2 separate regions of the Mus musculus genome follow, and region 1 is linked to region 2. A link is a contact called in public HiChIP or PLAC-seq data. All regions are on one chromosome and are shown on one strand. The core of a region is the stretch at or near the end of the contact, and the rest is flanking DNA. Distances in the headings are between cores, read along the strand shown.

Evidence for each region. HiChIP or PLAC-seq counts read pairs in DNA pulled down with a chosen protein or histone mark.
Region 1: a contact with region 2 is called in an H3K27ac HiChIP or PLAC-seq map of bone marrow-derived dendritic cells, with 2.4 times the contacts expected there. The contact joins two enhancer-like sites. A contact is called at or near these places in 2 of 115 datasets of contacts at active chromatin or transcription factors (bone marrow-derived dendritic cells and regulatory T cells).

The regions. Positions count from the first base shown.
Region 1 is chr12:25,491,195-25,497,383 of GRCm38.p6, forward strand. No RefSeq gene overlaps it. Among named protein-coding and RNA genes, the nearest start is that of Gm36886, 20 kb to the left of the region's middle. Within about 2 kb of position 1,782, at least 16 of the 459 cell types and tissues checked have an H3K27ac peak or open chromatin away from gene starts, as enhancers often do. A contact at or near this core is called in bone marrow-derived dendritic cells, where this site is marked.
Region 2 is chr12:25,147,207-25,153,633 of GRCm38.p6, forward strand. All of the region lies in intron 4 of Gm36287 (a long non-coding RNA gene), which reads left to right. Among named protein-coding and RNA genes, the nearest start is that of Gm36287, 11 kb to the left of the region's middle. Within about 2 kb of position 3,690, at least 7 of the 459 cell types and tissues checked have an H3K27ac peak or open chromatin away from gene starts, as enhancers often do. A contact at or near this core is called in bone marrow-derived dendritic cells, where this site is marked.

The DNA of each region.
Region 1 (6,189 bases), core at 532-3,031, 340 kb after region 2:
TTTCTTTCTTTCTTTCTTTCTTTCTTTCTTTCTTTCTTTCTTTCTTTCTTTCTTTCTTTCTTTCTTCCTTCCTTCCTTCCTTCCTTCCTTCCTTCCTTCCTTCCTTCCTTCCTTCCTTCCTTCCTTTCTTTCTTTCTTTCTTTCTTTCTTTCTTTCTTTCTTTCTTTCTTTCTTTCTTTCCTTTTTGTTTTTGTTTTTTGCTTGTTTGTTTTGTTTTTCGTTACAGGGTTTCTCTGTGTAGCTCTGGCTGTCCTGGAACTCACTTTGTAGACCAGGCTGGACTCGAACTCAGAAATCTGCCTGCCTCTGCCTCCCAAGTGCTGGGAATAAAGGCGTGCGCCACCATGCCCGGCTAGTTTTAGCTTTTAATATTTATTTTTATGTGTGTGTGTGTGTGTGTGTGTGTGTGTGTGTGTGTGTGTGTGTGTGTACCTGCAGAAACCAGAAGAAGGCATAAGATATCCTATAGCTAGTGTTACAGGTGGTTGTGAGCTGTCTGACATGAGTTTTGCGAACTGAACTTAGATCCTCTGGAAGAGCAGCAAGTACTGGGCCATCTCTCCATCCCCTAGATGTGAAAGTCTCCCCAGTATTCCCATAGGCAGAACCACGGTTTAGGCATGTTGGTAACTAGATGGATTGATAGTTACACATTCACATATGTATTATGGTGTGTAAATATGGTATAATTTTCTTTTATCTCTATATTTAATTCCAATATATTTAATTATTGTTAGAAAAATGATTCATGATATTTTAAATATAACTGTATACCTCATTTATTAAACCTCATTTTATCAACAGAATAATATTAAATTCTTTATTCATAATAGTGATTGTTTTAATGTAAAAAATAAATCCCTTTTGGTGAAAACTGATAGGCCTTTGCCTCTTCTACCCACAGAAGCACCAGACACTGATATGAAGGGTTCCCCAGATCAACTTGTTATGTTAAAAATAAAATACTTGGCCGACTCTGGCCACCCATCAGTTTCAAGCTCACCAAACCAGAAAGAGTTCACAAATGAGCTACCACCATGAACACAGTCTGGTCTGAGAAGGGACGCTGTCTTCCTGGATCACCTGTTCTTTTAAAAAACACACATCCAGACTGCAGCTAGAGGTGACTGTCAGGCAAGAGAAAAACATGTCTGTATTCTAGTGGACATGGCCATAGAACCACCGAGGAGAACACTGGGAGCAGAGAGTGAATGTGGGGGACTAACTTATATGTGAAAAATCACTCAGCAATGAAACCGTTGTTTTAAATTAAGCACATAGAATCTATTCTTGCTTTGCAAAGTGCATTTACTTCAAGTATATTGTAGGAAACCTTGCAAGACGAGCCTATATGAATATAGTGAGTATGGATTTTCAACACCAATTTTAAGGAGTGAAACAACTGCCTTGAATTCATAAGTGTAATTCACTCACTTGAGAGCAGAGTAGATGGGTGTGTACATGGGTGCACAGATCCACTGATAGACACTTGCTGTCTAGACCTCCTGTTGGGGTGAGCCAGGACTCCACCTTCTTGGGCCTCTGGGCTTCTCTCTGTAATAAGCTCTGTCCCTCCTAGTTCAGGGACACAAATTTAGTCTCAGAGCTGTTTGCAGACAGACTTTAAAAAGCTGTCCCTGGAATATATTTCTGCCAATAGTTTTGTATGACAAGCCCAGGATGAGAAAATCGCTCTATTCTTAAAACGCAACTGTCAGTGTATTAAGAGGAAGGAAAACTGACTACTAGGAACAGAACTGAGCTGCCACACTGTGGGAGCTTCTAGAAGGGCTGTCTTGGGGCACAGCAGACAGTGGGACTAGTGTTGCACCACAGTGGGCTCCTCCCTTGGGCTCCAGATGAGGAAGAACAAAACTGGTTGCTTACTTAAATATTGTATATGATTGTTCCTTTAGAAAAAGTGGGGTCCTTAGTAAGGATTATTCAGGACAGGGGTTACTCAATAAAAAACAGAGCATGAAGAATAAGTAATGGTTGGTGAGCTGGGTGGCTAGTGCTTAGTGGGTTGGGTGAAAATTGGCATCTTGCAAAGTCTGAGTATGTGTTTAAAATTTAAAAGGTATTCAGCAACCTGGTGCTGTCAGTCACCCATGTACAGAGGAAGATGCAGGTGAAGGAAGCCCTGTTTTGTGGCATGCTGGATCTGTGCCTCACTGTGGCTGTCCAACAGGAGGTGAGACCAGTTTGCCGAGTCCCAAGCTGGAGGGTTGGCTCGGGACCCAGTGCCTGTGAAGAGTGCTGAGGAGAGGATAACTTATGGTGTGTGCTTTGAGATTCCCTTAAATAGAAAAGAGCAGCCGGTCCCTACTCCCCAGAAGTCTACTGTCTTCCGTGTTTCTTGTTGACTACGTGGAGAAACACAGACCTCTGAAAACTAGCCAGAAGAGCTTTGGGCTCAAAGCATAATACTCAGATGTGGCTGAGACTCATGTCTCCGGTAGAAGCGTGTCTATTGCTTAGGATGTCTATGAGGATATAGTTATATCAGGAGCACAAATGGCCTGGTCAGTTTTGGGACTTATAGGTCTTCAATAAATAGGACTTCCCTTTCTCACTGTAAGAGTGGCAGCTGTCTCATTCTTCTGTGTATGTGTGTGTGTGTGTGTGCACCCATGCAAGTGCGTCTGTGTGTATATACATGTGTGTGGGTACATGGGTGCATATGCATGTGAAGGTAAGAGACTGACTGTCCAGCAAGCCAGAGGGGCCCACCTGTGTTCCTCTGTGTATCTTCTGGGCTGGGACTTCAAGTATATACCACCACTCCCAGCTTTTTAACTGGGCTCTGGGATTTGAACTCAGGTCCTCCTACATGCACAGCAAGCATGCACTGATCTAGCTATCACCTAGCTTGTTCCCTTTTATCCATTTTGATATCTTCTAAGACCCCTAGATAGCACCTTGCCTTACATAAACTGTTTCTCCTGTCCCTATGATAAAGCTTAATTTGTGAGTCAGGAAAAGTAAGACATTACTAATAGTGAAAAGATCATGTTACAGTTATACATTATAATGAGAGTTCTCTGTTTTCTTTCTCTCACCCTTGTAATAAGTTCTTTCCTCTACCACAGTGGTATTCAATCTCCCTAATGTTGTGATCTTTTAATACAGTTCCTTTTGCTGTGATGACCCCCAACAATAAAATTGTTGTTGTTGCTTCACAACTGTAATGATACTACTGTTGTGAATTGTAATATAAATATATATGCTTTCTGATGGTCTTGGTCAACCCCTTGAAAGGGTCATTCAACTCCCAAAGGGAGTTGTGACCCACAGTTTGAGAAATACTGCTCTACTACAGAAGAGCAGAACTGTCCTCTGGGAGTAGAAACTTGGAGGGCAAATCTACAGACCAGAAGGGACAACTGAGCTAAAAATATCCACTTAGGAAGCTTGAATCTCACTGAGAAGGGGGAATAAAACAGTCATAAGAGGCAGTTGGAGGGGAAGGGAGCTGGGAGGAGGAATATGGGGAGGGGAGTGGTGTGAAGAAGGATGGGGTGTGTGACTAGATGGCCATGAAGGTGAATAGAGGTCTTGCTTGATGGGGGTGGAGATGTGGGGGCATTTCCAGGACCAGATAGAGACCTAGGATAAGGGAGGTACCCAAGAATCAACAGGGTGACCTTGACTGTGACACACTATGTTGGGGATGTGGAACCTGAGGATACTACCTCTTGTATACAGACAGGAACCCCCAATAGAGCAATAGAGACACCAACACACCCATAAAAATTTCAACCAAAAGTTTTATTCTGTCTACAGGAAGTGCAGACACGGGGTATGGAGCAGAGACTGAAGGAATGGCCAACCAATTATGACCCATCCCATGGACAAGCACTAATCCCTAGCACTATTAATGATATACTGTTATACTTGCAGACGTGAGTATGTTGTCCTCTGATGGCTCTACCCAGCAGCTGACTCAGACACATACAGATACCCACAGTCAGTGAATAGAGCTTGGGGACTCTTATGGAAGAGTGCCAGAAGGGTTGCAGGCCTGAAGGGGATGGAAATTCCACAGGAAAACCAACAGAGTCAGCTGATCTGAACCTTTGGGGTTCTCAGGGTCTGAAACACCAACCATCACCAACCAAGGAGTTGTATACTCCTGGGATCTAGGCTGGATCTAGGCCTCCCCACTCATGTGTGTCAGATGTGCAGCTTGGCCTTTGTGTGGGTCCCAAACAACTGGAAAGGGAGCTATCCCAGGGGCTGTGTGGGATGTGTTCTATTGACTGAGCTCCTTATTGGGTTTGGGTGGGGGTGGGGTGCCTGCCCTTGAATGGACTTGAAATGCCAAGGTAGGGGGATGGCCCGGAGTCCCACCCACATAGGGGAGATGGATATGGGGGTAGTGGAGGGATGTGACCTGGAGGGGAGCTGTGAGTGGTATGTAAAGTGAATAAGTAAAATAAAATAAAATAAAATTCTGTTATAAACTCCAGGCAACAATTCACATTACAATACATTTTAAATGATTATATATACACAAATTTAATTCTGATTGGAGCAGTGCATCAGATCTTAACTTTGAATAAGCTGAAATTGGTTAATTCCTCAGTGTACAGTACAGGGATACTACAAAAGCCAAATGAAGATCTGAAGGCCAAGTATGTGCTAGAATCATCCAGGGCTCTCTCACTGTCCTATAGTACATATCGCCTTTGTACCTGTCTGCAGATAGGCACCTCCCTTCATTTGTAATGTGAAGACTGTACCAGTGCCTCTCTGGGTAGCTTCCTTTTGGAGCTTATTCTGGGTCGACACCAGACTAAAGCAGCTTTTGCCTGAAATAACAATGGAGAATACACAGAAATTGCCCAGAGAACCATCATTGTAACAGTTCCCCGAGGAGATGCTAAACTCAGGAAAATGGAGCATAGAATCTAAGGTATCTGAATATTGTCTTGCTTAGTTATTGTCAACTTGATACAGGCTAGAGGCATCTGGAAAGTGGTGACAGCATCTCTGAGTTGAGAAAATGCCTCCAGCAGATTGGCATATGGACAAGTCTGTGGGAGCACTTTCTTCTTTAACAGTTGATGTGGGAGGACTTATTATTGATGGTGCCACCTCTGGGCAGGTGGACCTGGATTGTATGAGGAGGTGAACTGAGTAAACCATGGGGACAAGCTAAGAAACATCAACAAAACAGCTGCAGCAGCAGCAGCAACCACCACCACCATTCCTCTAAGCTCTCTGCTTAGTTCCTGCCTTAATGTCCCTGCCTTGAGTTCTTGCTTGATTTCCCTTTATGGTAGACTATGATCCAGACATATATGCCAAATGACCCCTTTCCTCCTTAAGTTTCTTTCAGTCATGTTCTTTTATCACAGCAATAGAGAGAACGCTAAAACAGAAATCTACTCAAAGTCCAACTTTGTTGTAATTTAAAATGCACCACACTACTGGTCACATTAGAAGGGCAGAAGCCATTGACTCTTAAGAACCCTTTATGTTCCAGTCTGTGCTGAGAAATTCTACATCTGTTTCTTTTCATATCACATGGAGGAGGAAGGATGGTCCTGGCCCCAACTTGCTTGCAAACTGATTCATCACTGACAAGTTATTTATTAGAGAAACTAAAGGGCAAAAGGAGAGGTATATTGGAAGAGCATTGTATTCATTAGGAGTGAAATGGTACTTCTCAATGTCTGAGATAGAAATAGGGAGGAGAAACAAAGTCTGAGCTGAAAGGGAAGAGAGGAGCCATGGCCACACCCACTCTGAGTAGGTGGAGGATGTCAAGTGGGATTTCCAGAGGTGGCAGTTGAGACGGACCTGAACACATTCCTGGAGCATACCACCTCTCAGAAAAGTCTCAGAGAAAGGAACATAGAGGGCAGGGTGATATAGAGCCAGGGGATGAGACCAGGAGATAGACTGACGTTCACAAGACTAGAAGAGCCCAGAGGTGGGTTGTATCCAGCTTGGAGGAGCTCTGTCATTGACCTTAACTCCAGGGCAGGCATCAGATACATGGTCCTGACGGTGTGGAACATCAGTAACTGTCCACACATTAGTGAAGAAATTGTTCTAGGAACAATGTTCAAGTCTCTAAGCTGTACACATACACTGCATCATTTGAATCCTAGAAAACGAGAGTGCTTCTGTTTGTGCTAGGACAAAGCTCTTAGAGAAGAGTAGTTCATATGTAAGGGG
Region 2 (6,427 bases), core at 2,440-4,939:
GGGACATCCTGGGGTAGGAGATCATTCTGCATAGGACCAGATGTGATACTCTAGAAGCCTGTCCAAGTGTTACCTGTGCCGTTCACACGCCTCTTCGACCATTTGCCCCACCTTTGGGGCCTGTCTGCCTGCCATTCTTGTTTTCTCTGCTTGCCTGCCTGGTGTTGCCAGTGCCTCAGGAGCTGCTCCAAGGGCTCACCCTATGGCTGTATTGCTCATCCCATGGTTTCTCCTGTAGCTCAGTCAGGTCCCTGGGCACAGGACTGCACCCCCACTGTCTCCACAGGCAGAGCTCTGAGGCAGGCTTTCGGGAAGGTGGCTTTGGAGGTGTGTGATTAGTTTCAGTTAGTGCTAACTGGTTTCAGGTTTCTTTTGAAAGAGAGTCAAGGCCTAGCAGAGCTTTTGGGCTGGTGACCCCTGTGCTCCTGGAAGTAGCCCCCACCCCGGTGTATGGTGCTCATACCGGAAGACTTGGCTTGGAGGCTGGGTCTGTGCTGTGGCTGTAATATATTCCCAGATCCTGGGCCATCATCCCATTCCTAGACTCCAGCTCCACAGCCACATGACATCACCTATGACAAGGACAAGGGACCTCTCTGTCATCTACTGTGTCCTTCTCACCTCCAAAGTTCTTGAACTTTAAAGCAGTGGTTCTCAACCTTCTAGTGCTGCAACCCTTTGATACAGTTCTTCATGTTGTGGTGACCCCCAACCATAAAATGATTTCTTTACTACTTTACAGCTAATTTTGTTACTGTTATGCATTGTAATATAAACATCTGATATCCAGGATATCTGAGACGCAATACCGGTGGGGGCCAGTCAGAACCTAAGGGTTAAGAACTGCCTTAGAGTATCACTGAGGAGTTCCTCAAGGAGCGAGGAGCTAATTTATGATGGCACTTTCCTTTCTCTATCAGCAATAAAATAATAGGTCAATTGCTAAAGTGACAAAGCTCCTGAGCTTCCCCTTGTGTTGGGTTAGGTAATTCCTGGTGGCTAGTTGACTTTGGCTCTGCCAGGCCCTGTTTCCAGAACCATGATCAAATTAGTACCTTCCTCATTCCCAGGCCTGGTGGAGAAACTGACAAACGGTTTCTGAGGTGGGGGCAGAGAGAATGCATGGGTTGCAGGGCCCTTGTCCTTTCCTGTTACACAAGGTGAGGGACGTGGTGCCATCCCTGTCCATGGAGTCGGGGGTAGGGCCAGGACTCCTGTTCCATTTGCCTGTGACTTTTCGAAAACCTCTGACATAGACGTGCGGGGACTCTCTGAAAAACCAGAGGAGAGGCTCTAAGGGCAGAGTCACGATAGTTTAGCGATGTTCCATCTCTACCCCTTGGCTTCTTCATTTTCAGGGTATTGGAACTGAAGCTTGGATCTGGTGGTTGCGTCCTTGTGTCTGGACTGCCTGACCATCGTGTGGATAGGTCCCAGGCTTCTTTTCCTGGTAATTCAGGACAGAGAGCTCAGACCTGTGGTTGAACTCAGAGACACAGGTCCCAGCCCTGCCCCAGAGGGAACAAACACCTCTGCTACCCCTGACCTGAGAGCTGCCTGTTCCACTGTTGAAGTCCCAGGGACTAATGGTCCCTCTACTAGTATACCACTTTGATGAAGTTCCTGACACTGTGGGGGTTGGATGTGTTCTCTCCTTCCTCTTCCTCGTCTTCACTCTCTTCCTCTTTCTCTTCTCCATCTTCTTCCTCCTCCCCCTTTTCTCTCTTCTCCTCTTCCAGTCTCTCTTCCTCCCCTTCCTTCTCCTCTTTCATTCTCATTATCCACCCTCCACCTTTTAAATAAATTCTGGATCTTAGGCCTTTATGGAATAGGCGATTTGAAGACTCCCCACCTTTCCTGGGCTGTCTTCAGTTTCTTTAATCAGCTTATTCTTCCCTGCCCCACTGGTTGATGTCAGGATTTAGGAATATTACTTAATCCAGGCTCTTATTATACATTTATAAAGACAAGATACAGTCCAAGATCTTAAGATTTCTCCTTCTAAGAGTTTTTTAGTTTTAACATTTAAACCTTAGATATTTTTACCTTTAAATTATGAGGTTCGCCTCTAGGAACACTCTTTTTTTTTTCTGTGTTCAAAATTTTTATTATTATTTGAAATGAAAAAATTAAAGAAATTAGAGGAAATTAGAGGAAAATAAGATTGTAAAGTGCATTTAGTTCATTGCTTTCTCCATCTAACATTTCAGACCACCCTTCTATGCCACTGAGCAGAATGCCATACTTTGGAGTCATGCATCATATTCTGTATGATAGCTTTGATTGGCAGCACAATGTCCTTCGGGTGTGTGTCTGCTGTTTAACACATCCCTTGTTACTGGGCACCTACATTGTTCCCATGAGGAAAGAGCAGAGTAGCCTGTGTGACTTCCTTGGAGTAAAATCTCAAAGGAGTTAAAAGCATAGCCCCACATTTCCACTGTCCTAACTAAACAAAAGCACACGGTTTCCTCGACCATTCTCTAAAACAAAGAGAAGGACAGCTAGAGACAGGTAAGCGATGAGCTTGAGAACAGCCTCCTAACGGAGAAGTGCCGTCTCCACCCTGTCATGTGACAGTTTTCTTTCGCTGTCCAGATGTCGAAGATTGATGTTCCATTCCTATTTTAATTTATAGAGACCACCAGTGCAGTGAAATGGTTCGGCACATGGATAGCATTCTTGTTCTTTTGAATAATTTCCTTAGGGCGGGTTCCCAGCAAGGGGATTTCTGGGTCAAGTAGCTAGAATGTTCTGGAAAGCATCTAAGCTGCAGCATTTCCATAGATAGTGCAGAAAGGCCCAGAGTCTGTGTCCCGACTGCCTCCTGCATTACAGACACTTGAACCTGTTTCAGTGAGTCTTTCAGGGAGGTGGGGGCTGAGTTAGGTAGGGGAAGGTAAAATTACTGTTACTGTAAAAGCCACACTAACAGGGGGGATTCTCTGCTCTTCACATCTATGGAGTTCACAGTTCTCCATTCTTTCACTCAGTGGCAGTCGGCAGATTATCTCTTAGAGAGCAAACTGTGTGTGTCTGATCCATGTCCATGGGCCTCTGAACTGTGAAATGTTTGCTATGCCCAGACAGCTACAGCATAGAAAACCTGGAGAGTCCTCCATCTTATTAGCATCCAATCTTTCTTGTTTGTTTGTTTACTTAAGATGGGGTCTTACTGTATAGCCTTAGAAGACCTGATAATGACTACATAGTTCAAGCTACTTGAACTTGTAGCAATCCTCCTGCCTCTGATTCCTGATTACAGATATCCATTCCCATTTCTGGCCCCCTGTCTTAATTTTGGAGCTATAGTGTAGGGAGTTAGCTGCAAGGGGCAAGAGTTGGGCCCTGTGTTATTGGAAAGGCTTCCTGCCCCTGCTTTAGGATTGGTTGGAACACAGAACATCTTGGAACAACTTGTTTAGGAAAGGACCGTGTGTACTGTTGAATTGGCTTGATGGCTAAAGGGTGGAAGGGGAGAATAACATTATAGGCAGAGGAATCAACCCCCCACAAGTTTAAAATGTGCATGTAACTGAAGGGTGCTGCTCCCCACTCTTGTGGGAGTACAGAGTTCATACCAGATCTCTGACAGGGCATTTTGGACTAGAGGAAGGAGGAAAGAGAAGGAACATTGTGTCTCCCCAGGGGGCAAATGGACAGAGTTGGCTGCTTGCTTTCTCAGGCCCTGGGTGACCATGGATAGTTCACAGTTCCTCTTCTTGGCTTCTCCTCATTTTATATTCTTACCCACACTTCTTTCCCAGAAAGCACATGCCTCAGAAGGAGAAAGTCCAAAGAAAACCCTTGATATTTATTTGATCTGAAGAGTATTTTAGTGAAAATGACATTGGCCTTCAGACAGAGGTAATTTAAAACCCATTGTTTGTATGTGTGTGTGTCTTCTGCTGTGGTGTGGGTGTGGAGGTCAGAGGACAGCATCTCCCAGGCAGGCCTCTCCTTCTACCTTTATGTGGGATCCAGGGATCAAAGTCAGGTGTCAGTCTTGTATGGCCGGTGCCTGACCTGCTGAGACATATGGCTGGCTCTAGGAGAACTTTAATACACATAAACACCAATTTTGATTACAGGACAGGCTTGAGCCAACTCAAGACTTAGATTCTTGTTTTAACATTGTGTTAAAAAAAAACTGGGCTTGTTAGCAGGGCAGTGGTGGCACATGTCTTTAATCCCAGCACTTGGGAGGCAGAGGCAGGTTGAATCTCTGAGTTTGAGGCCAGCCTGGTCTACAGATAGGGTTCCAGGACAGCTAGGGCTACACAGTGAGACCCTGTCTTAAAAACAAAACAAAACAAAACAAAACAAAAACAAATAACCAAAAACTGGGCTTGTCATAAATTTTTTTCAAGGGTTTTCACTGAGTGGAGAGACATTTTATCTCAGGCAGATCTTTCCAGAAAGGAAGAAAGAATTCACTATTGCTCCTTCACATTGGACTGAATGTTAATTTAAGAGTAGAAGAAGCAGAAGCCATTGCCAAGTGGTTCATGGTGTGTGTGTGTGTGTGTGTGTGTGTGTGTGTGTGTGTGTGTGTGTTCCACTTGTGACTATGCTGAGTCTGTTTCCAGGGTAGCTGTACCCTGGGAAACGATCATTGTATAACCCTAAACCCCAAGGACTTATGAATCCCTGGGAATGCTCTGAGCATTAACAAGCTGTGCTGGCTAGTTTTACGTTAGCTTGACACAGGTTAGAGTTGTCAGAGAGGAGGGAGCCTCAACTGAGAAAATGCCCTTTCAAGACTGGGCTCTAGGCAAGTCCTTAATGAAAGAGGCCCCAGCTCATTGTGGGTGGAGCCACCCTTGGACTTATGGCCTGGGTTCTATAAGAAAGCAGTTTGAGCAAGCTGTGGGAAGCAAGTCCACCTCAAATAATCTGATTAAGAAAATCTCCCAGAGATCTGTCCAGTAGCTTGAGTTTTAGTCAATTCCAGATGGAGTCAAGTTGACAACCAAGATTAGACATCACACCTTGTGGAGTTATGAGAAGGTGCTTAATGCCTCCACTTCCTGAGGGTCAATCAGAATGAGGTGCCAGGTGCCTACCATTACTGGGTCATCTGCTGTGATGACCATGGCAGGAAGGAACAGTGTTCTTGAGCGTGGAAGCAAGCACTATACTCCAGCCTAGGCTAGGATCTTGCGTTACTTGGTGGCAATTTTACATTGCACATTAGTCACACAAGAGTGTGCACGTTGTGGCTGCCGATCCTTCTAGGGATTCGCCCTTCAGATGTAGTGTACTGTGGAGGTGCAAGCAAAACTAAGCCAATAGAGAGCCTCGCTCAGCAGCAAGATTTGTCATAGCTGTGGACTAGATGGGCAGCAGAGGAATCCTAACAGCTACACGTGGAAGCTTACACTGACCTTTGCAAGACAAGGCAGGCTTTGTTTGGAGATGCCAACGTATATTACCACATGAAAACCAAAAGGCCCACAGATACACAGAAAGGTTTACAGGGAGACTTTATCTGTGTAGACAGAAGATTCCTGGACAGACAACAGAGAGCTGTGGGGCAGAGATCTTTTCTGGAGGGTTTATGAAGGTGTGAATGGGTAGGTGAAGACTGAGTTTCATGAGCACTTAATGATTTAACTTGGTCATGAAGATCATGTGCGACTTCAGTGTTACAAGGCAACCTCCTCATCCCCAATAAAACCACACCCCTTAGAGGACATTGTACTAATTAGATTGGATAGTTCAGTTTAGTCTGTTTGGTTCACTTATACTGTATCCCAACCATAGGCTAGTGGGTTACATTGTATCACTTACATGGGATGTAAAAATCAGCTCCACAAACTGTTAGCCACCATAAAAATAGAGCAAAAAGTATTTATTCAGAGAGAATAGCCCATTCATCAAAAATATTTGTGAGAATTAGTTTCCATTTGCAAGAAAGGACTCTCCTGAACAGCAAGTTGCATTTTAAGCAAACAGCCATAGTTATTTTATTAAGGGTGCGACCATCCTTACCATCTTGTGAAGTACACATGGCAACTCCTCCGGAACCTTCCCAAAAGGTGGTGTGAAGACAGCTCGAGAGTTAGGATAGGTTGTTATAATTGTCACAAGGCAGGGCAGAGAAAGGGGGAGGGAGGGGAGGAGGGGTGGGCTGAATGCTAAATACAGGGCAGCTGAAAAGATACCTGCTCTTTTTCAGTGCTTGGTCACGTGACTTTAATTCTTTAACTACACATTGCTGGCACTTCTTGGCAAGGAGTCCATCCCATGGCATCTGCTCTTGGCTTCCAGCACCTTCTTTCTGTGGTCTTCTGGGTTGTTGATACCTCTGTGTCCTTTGAGACCCAGAAGTCCACGGGCATCAGTAGGTGAGAGCAAACCAGTTGAGATTTCTCCTCTGTTCACTTGATCACTAGCTACATTCTGGGCTGTGAGTCCTAATGAC